5 separate regions of the Mus musculus genome follow, and regions 1, 3, 4 and 5 are each linked to region 2. A link is a contact called in public promoter capture Hi-C data. All regions are on one chromosome and are shown on one strand. The core of a region is the stretch at or near the end of the contact, and the rest is flanking DNA. Distances in the headings are between cores, read along the strand shown. Region 1 holds the start of Mfsd14a (major facilitator superfamily domain containing 14A). Region 2 holds the start of Rnpc3 (RNA-binding region (RNP1, RRM) containing 3). Region 3 holds the start of Agl (amylo-1,6-glucosidase, 4-alpha-glucanotransferase). Region 4 holds the start of Slc35a3 (solute carrier family 35 (UDP-N-acetylglucosamine (UDP-GlcNAc) transporter), member 3). Region 5 holds the start of Prmt6 (protein arginine N-methyltransferase 6).

Region 1 (2,700 bases), core at 77-2,576, 3.0 Mb before region 2:
CAGGCTGCTCTCAGATTTGTCCTTGAATTCCTGATTCTCCTTCATGCCAGGATCTAGGCATCCACTTCTATGCTGGGTTCACTGATTGTTGGTGATAGAATCCGCAGCCCTATGCTTACAGGAAAAGCACTCCAAAAGAACCAGCTACAGCCCCATCCCAGTAATGTGGCTAAGCTGGGTATTCATAGCTGAAGGTCTCATAAAGTTTGCAGTCAGCTCAAGGCTTGACCAGGCATAGAGGATCTCGTTCCAAGATAATCCACAAAGCTTTGAAGGAGATTTCAGCTCAACGGCAGCACCTCTCCATAGTTCCTCTGGTATTATGGCATAACAATCGGCAACCCCTGACTGGAGTAAATGAAGAGCCTAGCAAAAACATACAGTACCTTTTATGACCTCTCCTCTAAAGTCAGTGCTGTCATTTCTGCTTTGCCCTGTTAAAACAAGGTCATCCATCACTAACCAGGCCACAAGCCAGGAGAGGGAGGGAGCCCCTTCCACTTCTCCCAGGGAGGAATATCACTGAGTTTGGGAACATTTATCTTACTTAGAGCCACCACATCCAGGATCGCTGTTGCCACAGTTTGGTTTGTTTCCAGTTCCCCTTTATCGAACAGTTTGATGGGGGAAAGCATGTGTTGTGCTCGTTCATACCTAGCACTGAAGGTATATTTAAAGGAAAGTTTTCCAACAGTTACCAAAATGAAGACTTTGCTAGACATGGTGGCACATGACTTTGATCACAATATGGGAGGTAGTCAGGGAGATCTCTCAGTTTGAGGCCAGCCTGGTCTACATAATGTGCTGCCTCAAAGTAAATGTCAGTACTGTTAATATCACATTTCATATTCCACCTGTCTGCTCTTTCTACCAGTCTTCTAGTCAAACCAATTTTTAAAAGCCTATAAAGTATGGCATCTAGTTTACACTGGGAGAGAATGTACTGGTACGTGGGGGTATGTAAGCCAGCATGACCTAGCTGGGCATCAGATCAACAGCTAAAACTCCTCTACCTGCTACTGACCATTCCTGGAAAACTTTCCCGTTGTCCCCTTCAATTCTGTTTTGGTGGGGATGCATTTGATGCGGATGCTATTAGCCTGGGACGCCTGAGCATCTGAGAAACTATTTGTCAGATTTGAGTAGGTAAAAACTTTTCGGAACTTGAGTTCATCTGTGAAGGAAAAACTGTTAAAATAGCCATCGCTCAGCGCCTTAGAGGGCAAAAGCTAGGCAGCCAAAGCACCTGGCTCCACCCGCTCCCGCGGCACCTCCCAGTCCTCCGCTATTGCAGGGTTGGAGGGGCGTGCCCGCACTGCGGGGGCGTGGCTGCGTCACGGGGGCGTGGCGAGCGACTCAGCCGATCGCACGATGTGACGCGCCGCCCGAGGCAGGCCGGGCCCTCAAGATGGCGGCGTGCGCCCTGAGCGGCTCGGCCCGGCAGTAGTGGCGGGACCGCACTCGCCGCTGGGGCCGCCCGCCCCCTGAGTGGCTGCTGCAGCGCCGGGAGTCGAGGATGGTAAAATGACCCAGGGGAAGAAAAAGAAACGGGCCGCGAACCGCAGTATCATGCTGGCCAAAAAGATCATCATTAAGGACGGAGGCACGGTGAGTGCTGCTGGTTCCGCGCCGCAGGACGGCCCGGGTGCGGGCCCGGCTCGCTCTTCCCCCCGCTTCCGCCTTCGCTGGGCCGAGAGCGCCCTGCCCTTCCGTGCCGCCGGCGCTGCCGCGGTCTCGGCCTGCGGCCTCCGCGGCCTGGCTCCCCTGGACGCTGCTGGTACCTCCGGCGGGGCACTGCGTCTCGGAGCCTGCGGCCTCGGCCCACGTGCGCCCGGCCTCGGGGAGGAGGCGGCGGCCCCTCCGCAGCCTCGCCAGGCCCAGCGCGGCGCGCGGGGAGGCTGGGCAGCCTTGCGCTCCGTATGCTGTGGCGGGTGGCCGCCGCCGCGGCCCGCTGGGCCAGGGTACGTGCGTTGTCCCATCGCGGTCGCCGGGAGCCGGAGCAGCGGCTTGGAGCTGTTCGGCTACCTTGTCGGGGAGTGGGCTCGTCCCCTCTCCCGGCGTCGGAAGCCTGACCTTCCCTGGGGCCCTCTCCGTTAGAGAAATCTTCACCTTGTGCCTCAAAATAAGTCTTTAGAATTGGTCATGGCGTGAGGATCGGAGACAGATTCTGGCAGGCGGACTGAGGCTAAAAATGTGCCTTTTAGACAGTCGTTACTCGCAGAAAACTTTATGCACTGTGCAGTGTGCTACCAGACGTCGATATAGGATTTGTCATTGGAAAACAAACGTACACTTTTGTTGTGCTGTGTGTTTGTAGCGTTACACTCTGATCTTTGCTGACTCCTTTGGTATCGCGTTCCGAAATAGAATGGAAAAGTAAGATGTGTCTCTGTGGTGAAGTTGCAGACATTGTTTCTTTCCATTTGTTTGTAGTTTAATGGAGCCTTGATCAATGCTAGCAAAGCACTAAATATGTAAGTAGGCCACCGCGGAGGATTTGCTGAAATCAGTTTGAAATAAATGACAACTTTCTTTTGACATTTGAGAACATGGCCTAGTCCAACTGCCATCATTTAGAAAGCTTGGGACATATGGAACGATTTCGGAATATGTTCAGTTAACTGTCAGATTTATTAGTTGTCATAGCTTTGACTTTTAGTGAAAAAAGAGGGTTCAGAGCTTTCCAGATTTTCTTACTGT
Region 2 (2,700 bases), core at 153-2,652:
GAGCTGCTGAGAGCTAAAGCAAGTTTCTATTAAGCTTTTTTTTTTTTAAATAAAGACAATAAACTTATTGACCAAGGCACAAAAACTGATGCACTTTCTTAAGAGCTTATGATAGATATTTGCTCCCATAAATACTGTACTGGTGTGTGGAGGGGAGGCATATTGTTTTATAGCCTCACACTTGTGAACTAATAATTTGATGTGAAACGGAACTAGATTTCCTCTGAGTGCTCCCCACTTTTTCTTTTCTTTCTTCCTTTCCTTTGTGTCTTTACATAGCTCTGGTTGTCCTGGAACTCAGTGTCACCCACGCTGGCCTCAAAATCACTTGAGATGCATCTGTCTCTGCCTCTTGGGAACTTAGAATGAAAGGTGTGTGCCACCATGCCCGGTTTCTGCTATATTACTCATAGTGAAATCAAAGAGATTTTTAAACGTAAAATTTAACTATTCCTTCCACACACTCTTAAGTCTGTCGGCTTCTGTTCCCATGAGCAAGGTTCCTAACAAACCTCTAAGGTTCACAAGATCTGTCTCTAGTCACTCAATATTTTGGTAATTTATCTCCCCATGCAATGCTTCCTCAAAGCGGATCTTTGAAGTACTGTGTACTAACTGGCTCATATCCATCAAGCAAATTAGAAGTAAAAGACACCCTAGGACTACGGAGTGAGCATACACATCTTGATTAATCTGTAAGGGATATTACTTTAGACCACCAGGGCCGAATCTTAGTCACAACAGTGTAGACTCCAACTTGGGTGCAAGGGCTCAGATCTCACCTATTGGTTAGCAATGAGTCTTAATCTACGTCAGTACTCTCAGTCGTGAGGTGGTGAGAAGAGAACTTACATCCATGAATACGTACGCTAACACATTTTTAGGTATTTACTCATGGAAGAAGCCAATTTTGTTTAATAAACAAACCGTGGCGAGAACTTTCAGCCTGTATTTGCCGACTGATAACGGCGTGCTCTCTCGCCTGCACTGTTGAATCTGAGGCTGGAGACTTGTGTTTCACCAGTCCTAAATGCTAGGAACACACTTGACATTTCCCGAGCGTTCTCCATTCACCAGCCAGATTCACTTTCTGAAAAATCTGGATTAAGAGCCCAGGGAGCAACAGCCCTTGCACGGTTCCTTCAGTACTTGATCCCTGGGATTACAGTATTTTTCTTTTGCATGACTGACGTTCTTCGATGAGATTGCTGTCCTTCTAACAGTGGCGTCTCTTTCAGTCTTTATTTTATTACAACCTCTCATTAAACTTAAAGCACGACTCCTAGGCGCTCTCCCCCGCAACAGTCCCGAAAAGAGAAGAGCGACTCTCCCGGAGGCCATTCTCGCGAGGAGTTCTCCTCTCGCGGGATTTCCCTGCGTCCAGAATCCTTAGCGCGAAGCGGAAACTATCTTCCGCTCAGCCTCGGTGACTGCGGGAGTTCGGCCGGAAGCTTGCGCGGAGGTTCCGTCTCTGGCCGCTTCTGCAGGGAAGCTAGATGGCGGGGCCTGAGCCGCCGATGCCGCTGTCCCGAGGCGGCCCAGGCTCCGCTTCGCTTTCTCCGCCCCGGGGAGACCGCACCCTCCTCGTCAGGCACCTGCCGGCCGAGCTGACGGCTGAGGAGAAGGAGGACTTACTGAAGTACTTCGGGGCGCAGTCGGTGCGCGTCCTGTCAGATAAGGGGCGCCTGGTAAGCGTGCGCAGCGGGCGGGGCGGGGCGGGGCGGGGCGGGGCGGAGCCGGGCCGCTAGGACCGGGAGAAACAGGACTAGGCTCGCGGTCTGCGCCTGCGCAGCTTGCCTACCAGAGAGGCGAGCATGGAATTGAACCTTGAGCCAGTTAGATTAAGGCTGAGCCACGCAGGGACTGTGTAGAGGTTTCTACCGGCGAGCGCACCCGCCCGGTCGAATTCAAAACTAGCCTAGACTTGAAAATACTGTTTCTGTTAGATTCTCATAGTCGTATGCAAGGTTTTTGGTTTTGTATTTTTATTTTAAAAAATTGCTTTTAAATCCTGGGTTGTAGAGCAGGATATACATAATAGCAAAAATTTGAGTGTAATAGACTTAATAGATTAACAAAATGCAAATACAAATATCCCTTAATTCAATCTAAATACAGTAGGCTCTCCTTGAATCAGATTGGACAAATTCAGAGTTCTAATAAACAACTCAAACTTACCAGTAATATAATTTGTTCACCTTTTTCAGGATGGTATTCAAAATAGAATTCAAATGAGAAAATTAGACTTATTACTGAAATTATAGAAACAAAGCAAAAAGAGACAATGCACCTTGAGGGGTGATTTCACTGTTAGTAAATGATTTTAAATTTTATCTTGTATAGACTGAAAAGACTTTTGAGTGAGATGAAAAAGGGTATTCCATATGTATAAATTTTTCATTTTAATAATGAATCAAGCTTCTCCATGCATCACTTTTGTGTGGACATGAAACTCACAGTCTAGAAAGGCTATGCTGAGGGTTTTTTTTTTTTTTAAGGTTTTATTTATTTATTATATGTAAGTACAGTGTGGCTATCTTCAGATCTCATTATGGGTGGTTGTGAGCCAACTTGTGGTTGCTGGGATTTGAACTCAGGACCTCTGGAAGAGCAGTCAGTTCTCTCACCCGCTGAGCCATCTCACCAGCCCTAAATGTTTTAAGAGTGATCTTTTTTGGAAAGAGGAGATGCTTTAAGATT
Region 3 (2,774 bases), core at 41-2,540, 3.2 Mb before region 2:
TGGGTAATCTACATTTAAAAAAGAAAATCAGAGAAACCCAACATACAGCGATAGAGTGTGGTATCTGAGTCACCGGCTCCCATTCTTCAACCCTCCCCAAACGAAGACCTGCTGGGTTCATTAGTCTAGCAGGCAGCCTTCAACTGGGGGATTTCATGGTCAAGCAGGAGTTTGTAGCCAGTTCACAGAGGGCGCACTCTGGCCTCCACACTTCCTAGGAACACAGCAGAAGAGACGCCTAAGGGAACATCAGACCTGAAGGAGAAATCTTGAGATGACTGTCACAGAAAAACCAGAACGTCTTTATAAGCTAGAATGCACACTCATTCTTCCATTTTACCAAGTCCTTATTGATATCAAGCCACGGAAAATAATGCCAACCTTAGATGAAGGGTTTAGTGAACCAAAATCATCGGGAATGTACTTGAAATCACATACACTCCGTTGTTCATGAAGCGGCTTTAAGCATGTTACTTAACCTTTGAGGGAGTCTGTTTCCTTGTCTTTAAATCAACGGTAACCAAATAATAATAATAAAAATAAATAAAAAATAAAAATGCATGTTTGCTGTGACAAAACCCTGAACCAAAAGCAAGTTGGGGAAAGAAAGTGTTTGGCTTACACTTCCTGGTCACAGTGCTCTATTGGAGGAAGTTAAAGCAGGAACTCAACGAGAAAGACCCAGAGGCAGGACCTCAAGCAGAGACCATAGAGAAGTGCAGCTTGCTGGCTTGCTCCTCCCGGGCTGGGCCGCCTGTTTACCTATGGAACTAAGGCCCATCTGCCCAGGGGTGGCCATGCCTATTTTCCTCCCATATAGCAACCATAAAACAAGAAAATGCTCCCATGCACAAGCCCACAGGCCAATCTGATGGAGGCAGTTCCTTAGCTGAGGTCCCCTCTTCCCAGCGACCAGTGTGTCACAAGGTTAATGAAGCCAAGCAGGGAATTTTAAGAAACTTGGTTTTCCCAACTTTGCATTTTCTTCCCAGAAAGAACGTCCCTAACTAAACATTATCCCAGCTCTTCTTCGCTCTTGAACTCACTTTTCCTAGAGAGGCAGAGCGATCGCACATCAGGGCAATGACAGTTCCCAAAGCCCAGACCCCCTCAAACCCACAAGCCGTGCCCACCTCTCGCGAGATCAGTGGTCTGTGCTAGCGGGGGCGATGGCTCCCGGAAGTGGGCGGGGAGGCAGGGCCACGCCCCCCAGGCTAGTCCGGGGCCCAGCGGAGTCGGCACGTCCTCCGGCCGCGGGGGGCGGAGTCTCGGCGGCCCTGGCCTGTCACTGTCCCCTGGCCCGGGTCCCGGCGCCCCTCCCCGTGCCCTTCACGGCCGCCCTGCCCTCCCCGGGCCGCCGCTGCGTCCGGCGTTCCCGCTGTACCCGGCTCCGGCTCCCGCTCCCGACGCCGCACGTCTATCCCGCTCGTAAGTGCCTGGAATGCGTCCGTCTCCGGACGCGCATTCCTTCTATCTATAGCCGCTCTGTACATCGCATGCCACCGCCGCCGCAGCTATTCCCGGGACAGCAACTGCTAACCTCTCCAATCACCTCCCTATTGGTGGCTTCAGACCCGAATTTGGGAACTGGGCGCTCTTCCACCTGTTCAGCAGCCTGATCTGCTGGAGGCTACAGTGCCATTTGGAGTTTTCAGGGCCCCCTGGCTCAGGAACGGAATTTATGCCACTGAACTCCAGGGTTTTCGCGGATGCATTGCTTTTCTCTGAGAATGCTTTAGGGGTTTTGTTGGTCTGCTCTGTTTTGAACTGAGTGTAAGACTCTACATCTTTGCTTCAGGCTTTCTTATTCTGCTCCAAGAGAGAAGAAACTTCTCCCTTGTTGGGCTTTACTGACAAGATTTTGCTCTTTCTCATTGCTCTTCTTGGCTTTAAACCTATCTAGGACATGTAAGTGCCGCTGTCAACTCCAGAGAGTTTTAGGTCATATTTTCTTTTCTTTTCTTTCTTTCTTTCTTTTTTTTTTTCTTCTTCTTCTCCTTTTTTTTTTTTTTTTAAATAATTCCACTTTGTTTTATAGGGGTAACTCATTCCACTTTGGAGTCCTTTTAGTTCTACGGAAAGAGTTCGAATCCTCCAGAAGCCAAAATGGAACACAGTAAGCAGATTCGAATTTTACTACTGAACGAGATGGAGAAGCTAGAGAAGACCCTCTTCAGACTTGAACAAGGTCCGTTGCAAGTTGTTTGATTAGCTCTTTTTATGTCTTTTAATGCATTGGCGTTCTATTAGATTTTTTTTTAACTTAAAATTAGGGACTGGGTGTTGGCAGGTAGAATGCATGCTTAGCATAAATGAGGCTGTAGATTCAGTCCTCTGCATGAACAGACACACACACACACACACACACACACACACTCGCGCACTCAAATAACTTTAAGTTAGCTGAAATTTCATAGATCTTGATTTGTGCCAAAATGGTAGGTACATTGGTGGTGAGGAATGAATGTTGATTAAGAATAGACCTGTCACGTTAGCACAAAGATAGCTCAGCTCATCTTGCTGCAGACGACCACCGGAGGCAGACACTACAGGTTATAGGAAGTCCCTCGTGGGTAGAACTTGTGCCTAGCCTGGGTTCAGTCCCTACCTTAGGGAGAAAAAGAAGTGGTAGAGAGTGCGTGTGCAGTTAAAAGATTGAGCATGTTATTAGTAATAGCATTTATTGTTATAACTCGTGAAATCATATATAATGTAGCTTTGCATATATCTGTAGGGTGGCTTTTCAGAGCAAACTCTTTTCCTCTATTGAGCTT
Region 4 (2,774 bases), core at 110-2,609, 3.1 Mb before region 2:
AGATCGAGACCTTCAATGCCAGCCTGGAGCCATCCTGAGCTACAATGTGAGACCCCGTCAAAAAAAAAAAAAAAGTAAGAAGTATAAGAAGTATTGTATTTGTTACTTTCTTTTTGCCTGAGAAAGCCACTTAGAGGGAGGACTTATTAGTCCTCCCTGAAACATCATCGTTTCAGATGTTTTGGTTCATGGTGACTAGGTTTCATTGCCTCTGGGTCTCTGGTTGGAACTTATGTACTGGGGCAGTTATTTACCAAAAAAAGCATACAGGCTGCAAAGAGAGCTAGAGGAAAGGCTAGGTTAAGACACACCCTCAGCGACCCACTTCTTCCAAATAGGCTTGTGCCACCATTTACACCATCTCCTAATAATACCTTCAAAGATTTAATACATCAGTGGCTTAGGTCAGAGGTTCACTATCCATTCACTTCCCCCAACATCAAAGTCCATTAGCTGGCAACCAAACCTTTACCACATGATGAATCTTTGGGGGACGTTTTAGGTTCGGACCCTAGCAAATATCAAGATCTAATCCACATTCCATCCCCCAGAAGTTTTCTGAAGGTCGGATTACACAAACATTTAAGCGAGGCATCATGTGCTAACAGTCATTTAATTTTATTTTTCTCCGTTGTTTTCTAACGATGCTTCCCTAATGGATGGTTTTAATCATTTGCCACGCAAAGAAGCGTAAGCTTAATTCTAGGAGCATTGTTTTAACAGGGAAGGGATAAATCTGCTGTATCCGATGATCAATCCGGACCCAGAATATTACATTTCAGCCTGTCCACAGCCAGCAATGGCTACAGTGGTTGGGAACTTTTGGAAATACATTAGCAGACTGAAACGTAATATGCATGAGATTCTTGCAGACAGGAAGAGGTAAATTGCTCTCTTTCTCTCTTCACCTTTCCCCTGGTTAGTGACACTAAGCCCATTCTGCGTTCCTGACACTCTTCCAGGTCTCCCAGGGTGGGGGACAGGGATCATTCCTAACCGAACCAGCTGGCTCCTAGACTAAGGTTGGTAACCTGCACCAGGTATAATCTTGTTTTCAACTCACTGGTGGTCATTTTCAGGAGCCAAGATCCGCCTCCCGGTTCTCATCAGAGTTCTTTGATCCAAAGGACTTTGTCCCCTTCCTTAAGTGACAGATCATCCCGCCACTTTCTGCCGCAGGACTGTGGGGAGAGAGACACCTTCCTATCAAACTCTCCGGCGACCGTGAGACTGTCACGGGAGCTGCGCGAGGAGCAGCCGCGGTTGGGGTCGCCTCAGGGACGCGTCCCGCAAGCGCGAAGCTGGGGCCCCCGGAGCCGAACAGGGAACGGCGTTTGCCGGGGCCGAGGCGGAAGCCGGATCCTTTGGCGGACCGGACCGCGGGAACCCGGAAACGCCTGGGCCTCACCGAAGCGGTCCGGGCCACAGAGCCGGCGGGAGCCGGCGGTGCTGCGGGTCAGCGGACGCGGCGGAGCCGACGGGCTCGGCAGCCTGGGTCTCCCGGCGTCGCGGAGCCCGGGGCTCCAGTGCGGGCAGCTGGCCGAGCCGCACGGCGGGTGAGCGGAGGGCGCTGGGGGAAGCTGGCGGGACGCCGAGGCCGGGCTGGGAGGGCGCGGGGCGGTTGAGGCCACCGGGACCACAGCGGACGGCTGCAGCCCTAGTTTATGAGGAGTAGATGAATGGGCGCCTTGTACCTCCGGCCTGGACGTGCCGAAACGTTCTGGGTGGAGGAGGAAAAGGTCGGGAGGGGAGGGGTGTGGCAGGCAGTGTGCCTGCAAGCTCCAGACTGGCGGGCCAAGTGCCTTGGGGGCCAGGCTGGCGGCCTGTCCTTCCGCGGTCATTTCGGGAGCTCCGGCTCAGCCTGTGACCCCGGGCTAGGGACGAGTCTGCTCGGTGAGAAAGGACGGTGTAGTCAAGAAGCTGCAGGGACTTGGAGAGATGGAAAGGGTGCCCGTGGTAAGTCTAGACCGAAGGCGATGGGTGTCCATCAGTGTGTGTGGCGAGAGTTTGCAGGGGTTCTAAGTATTGAAGAGTGGGGAGCTTAGTGAACATTTTATTTAAGCTAACTCAAGTTTCTGCTAGTTCAGATTAATTAAGGGATATTAAACGAAGTAATGGGTTTTAACTGTAGCAAGGCACTTATAGGAGTGTGCCCTTTATTATATCCTATTAAACGCAATATTTGAAGATGGCACCTGAGTTGAGTCTTTGTAGACACTTATTTTGGTAGTTACAGGTAATGTTTGGTTGTTTCTCACGTCTTCATTCCGTTGCTACTAACTCAAGTTGCTTGCTTTCAAATGAATGACTCCTACGTTTATGCGTCTGACTAACTTCCCTCCCTTTAAATTTTTTCCTACCGCATCTGCCCTTATTTTCTGGTCACTTTCAGGTGCACCATACCAATAGCTTCCAAAACGGAACTTGCAGCTTTAAGTCTTTCTGCCTTGGAACTACGCCTGACCTGATAGCACACGCATGAGCAGGGCCCCCTCTCTTCTCTGTCTCACTATCTCCTGGTTCTCTTCATCCACCCACACACCCCCACTCCTGCCCCCTCTTCACTGTGTGTGGCTGTGCTGGGCAGTGAACCCCGTGGGAATTGACGGAGCACTCTGTCACTGAGCTGTAATTTTAGTTCTTTGCAATCGCTTTTTGAAGCTGGAGATTTAATGCCACTCTCTGACAGTTCTCTCAGAAATACTCAGCGACAATTTACTTAGTTAGTGGTTCTAGGGATGGAACATAGGTCATACTGAAGGCTAGGTAAGTGC
Region 5 (2,700 bases), core at 170-2,669, 3.4 Mb after region 2:
ATTGCATTGGAAAAGAAGTCAAAAGAGATGAGTTTCACCATTTCTCCAAGCAAGTGTTTTTACACAGATACATAGATTTAAGTGTATGTATGTGTATATATAAGCTGGTCACCAAAGACACTGGAAATGGGTTTGAGAATATCATACCCTTGATGTTAATTGTTCTTTAGTTTGAACTACAGAAGTTTCAGAACAGGACTCAAGACCAAGTAAACTATTCTCCAGAGACACAGTGGTGGCTGATACATTTCATGGCCACAGCACTTCTTCAGTATTTGCCCTGGAGCTTAACGTACCTCAGGGATCACTTTGGACTCAGAATCAAGATCTTGTATTATTTGGTTTTCACTTTGCGTCATACATATTCTTTGTATCCTAACTCTGGTTAGAACAGAGAGTTTGGTGAGTTACAACTGTCAGAGAAGGGACAAGAACTGTGCCACATAATTCAGTAGTGGGGGGCGGGGGAGGTCCTGTGAGGGAAACATAGACTTGTAGCTGTAAGTGGTGTGCCTACATCAAGAATGTGTAAAAATGAGTGTAGTGACTATTCCTGGCTATCATCAACTAGACTATATCTGGAGTGAACTACAGTCCAGAATTGGAAGGCTCACTCACCTGTGATCTTGAGGCTGAAAGACACAGGTTTCTGACTTGAACCGAGTGGAGGTTTTTTTGTTTGTTTATTTTTTCTTTGAGGCAGGGTTTCTCTGTGTAGCCTTGGCTGTATTAGAACTCACTCTGTAGACCAGGCTGGCCTCGAACTCAGAAATTCGCCTGCCTCTGCCTCCCAAGTGTTGGGTTTAAAGGCGTGAGCCACCACGCCCGGCCTTGGCAGGAAGATCTTGAGGCATATGGCCATGAAAAGTTTAGCCTCAGGCAAGGTAGTACATGCCTTTAATCCCAGGAAACTTGAGACAAAAGCTCAAGGTCAGCCTGGGAAAAGGAAGTCCCAGATCCGGAAGTGGTGATACACACCTTTATTCTGGGACACACCTGCGGGAGGCCTACATAAGGTCACTGGAAGAAGGAAAACTCACTTTTTCTGCCAGGACGCCGTGTGGGACTGAGCAGCTGCTAGATCCTTGGATTTTCATTCACAGCTGCTGCTGACCATCTTTGGGGACTACAGATTGTAAGTCATCAACAAATTCTCTTACTCTACAGAGGCTACCCATACGTTCTGTGACTCTAGAGAACCCTGACAAGGGGTAAAAGGAAAGGGCAAAAACTGAAAGGATCTCGGGAAAATAGTGTGGTCTTAGAGAACAACTTGTCATGGCGTTAGAGGAAAATAACGGTGTGCCAAGATTGACTCTGGTTGAGCCTCTGCCCTCAGGAAGCGGGATGCAGGAAGCGGACTACGAATCCCAGCAGGCCCCGGGGACTCTGAGCCTGCGCACCGCACCGCGCAACGAATGCTGGGGGTCGGCTGCCGGGGCCAAGATGTCGCTGAGCAAGAAAAGAAAGCTTGAGTCGGGGGACAGCGGAGGCGCCGGCGCCGGAGGGGAGGGAGCCGAGGAGGAAAATGGCGGGGAGCAGGAGGCGGCCCCGCCACGACCCCGGAGGACCAAGAGCGAGCGGGACCAGCTGTACTACGAGTGCTACTCCGACGTCTCGGTCCACGAGGAGATGATCGCCGACCAGGTCCGCACCGAAGCCTACCGCTTAGGCATCCTGAAGAACTGGGCCGCGCTGCGAGGCAAGACGGTGCTGGACGTGGGCGCGGGCACCGGCATTCTCAGCATCTTCTGTGCCCAGGCCGGGGCACGGCGCGTGTACGCGGTGGAGGCCAGCGCCATCTGGCAACAGGCCCGGGAGGTGGTGCGGCTCAACGGGTTGGAGGACCGCGTGCACGTCCTGCCGGGCCCGGTGGAGACCGTGGAGCTGCCGGAGCGAGTGGACGCCATCGTCAGCGAGTGGATGGGCTACGGACTTCTGCACGAGTCCATGCTGAGCTCCGTGCTCCACGCGCGGACCAAATGGCTGAAGGAGGGCGGTCTCCTCCTGCCAGCTTCCGCGGAGCTCTTCGTGGCCCCGATTAGCGACCAGATGCTCGAGTGGCGTCTGGGTTTCTGGAGCCAGGTGAAGCAGCACTATGGCGTGGATATGAGCTGCATGGAGAGCTTCGCCACGCGCTGCCTCATGGGCCATTCGGAGATCGTGGTGCAGGATCTGTCCGGAGAGGACGTGCTGGCCCGGCCGCAGCGCTTTGCCCAGCTCGAGCTGGCCCGAGCCGGCCTGGAGCAGGAGCTGGAGGCTGGTGTGGGCGGGCGCTTCCGCTGCAGCTGCTATGGTTCCGCGCCTCTACATGGTTTCGCCGTCTGGTTTCAAGTGACCTTTCCCGGAGGGGACTCGGAGAAACCTCTGGTGCTGTCCACCTCGCCTTTTCACCCGGCCACCCACTGGAAGCAGGCGCTCCTCTACTTGAACGAGCCGGTGCCGGTGGAACAAGATACGGACATTTCCGGAGAGATCACCCTGCTGCCCTCCCCGGACAACCCCCGGCGTCTGCGCATACTTCTGCGCTACAAAGTGGGAGACCATGAGGAAAAGACCAAAGACTTTGCCATGGAGGACTGAGCGTTGCCTTTTCTCCCCCTCCACCTTCTTCGGAAGGTCCGAAGAGAAAGGGAGATCGCCTATGCAAGTTGGGGACATAGCTGTCTCTTTTACCTCACCGCTCCAGTCTTCATTTGA

What was found. Promoter capture Hi-C pulls out the DNA fragments that hold promoters and counts their contacts.
Region 1: a contact with region 2 is called in a promoter capture Hi-C map of pre-B cells. The contact joins the promoter of Mfsd14a here to the promoter of Rnpc3 in region 2. A contact is called at or near these places in 2 of 39 promoter capture datasets (cranial neural crest and pre-B cells) and 1 of 484 Hi-C or Micro-C datasets (pre-B cells).
Region 3: a contact with region 2 is called in a promoter capture Hi-C map of pre-B cells. The contact joins the promoter of Agl here to the promoter of Rnpc3 in region 2. A contact is called at or near these places in 2 of 39 promoter capture datasets (cranial neural crest and pre-B cells).
Region 4: a promoter capture Hi-C map of pre-B cells shows a contact between it and region 2. The contact joins the promoter of Slc35a3 here to the promoter of Rnpc3 in region 2. A contact is called at or near these places in 1 of 39 promoter capture datasets (pre-B cells) and 1 of 484 Hi-C or Micro-C datasets (pre-B cells).
Region 5: a contact with region 2 is called in a promoter capture Hi-C map of pre-B cells. The contact joins the promoter of Prmt6 here to the promoter of Rnpc3 in region 2. A contact is called at or near these places in 5 of 39 promoter capture datasets (the C10 cell line, cranial neural crest, liver and 1 more) and 4 of 484 Hi-C or Micro-C datasets (liver, natural killer cells, pre-B cells and 1 more).

What each region holds. Positions count from the first base shown.
Region 1 is chr3:116,661,303-116,664,002 of GRCm38.p6, reverse strand. It overlaps Mfsd14a (major facilitator superfamily domain containing 14A), which reads left to right and starts at 1,326. Exons shown (of 12, transcript NM_008246.2): 1 at 1,326-1,608. The coding sequence starts at 1,525.
Region 2 is chr3:113,628,851-113,631,550 of GRCm38.p6, reverse strand. Rnpc3 (RNA-binding region (RNP1, RRM) containing 3) reads left to right here and starts at 1,402. Exons shown (of 15, transcript NM_001038696.1): 1 at 1,402-1,688. The coding sequence starts at 1,497.
Region 3 is chr3:116,806,682-116,809,455 of GRCm38.p6, reverse strand. Agl (amylo-1,6-glucosidase, 4-alpha-glucanotransferase) reads left to right here and starts at 1,290. Exons shown (of 34, transcript NM_001081326.1): 1 at 1,290-1,428; 2 at 2,039-2,188. The coding sequence starts at 2,107.
Region 4 is chr3:116,710,865-116,713,638 of GRCm38.p6, reverse strand. It overlaps Slc35a3 (solute carrier family 35 (UDP-N-acetylglucosamine (UDP-GlcNAc) transporter), member 3), which reads left to right and starts at 1,359. Exons shown (of 8, transcript NM_144902.4): 1 at 1,359-1,556.
Region 5 is chr3:110,249,718-110,252,417 of GRCm38.p6, reverse strand. Prmt6 (protein arginine N-methyltransferase 6) reads left to right here and starts at 1,419. Exons shown (of 1, transcript NM_178891.5): 1 at 1,419-2,700. The coding sequence starts at 1,447. The coding sequence ends at 2,583.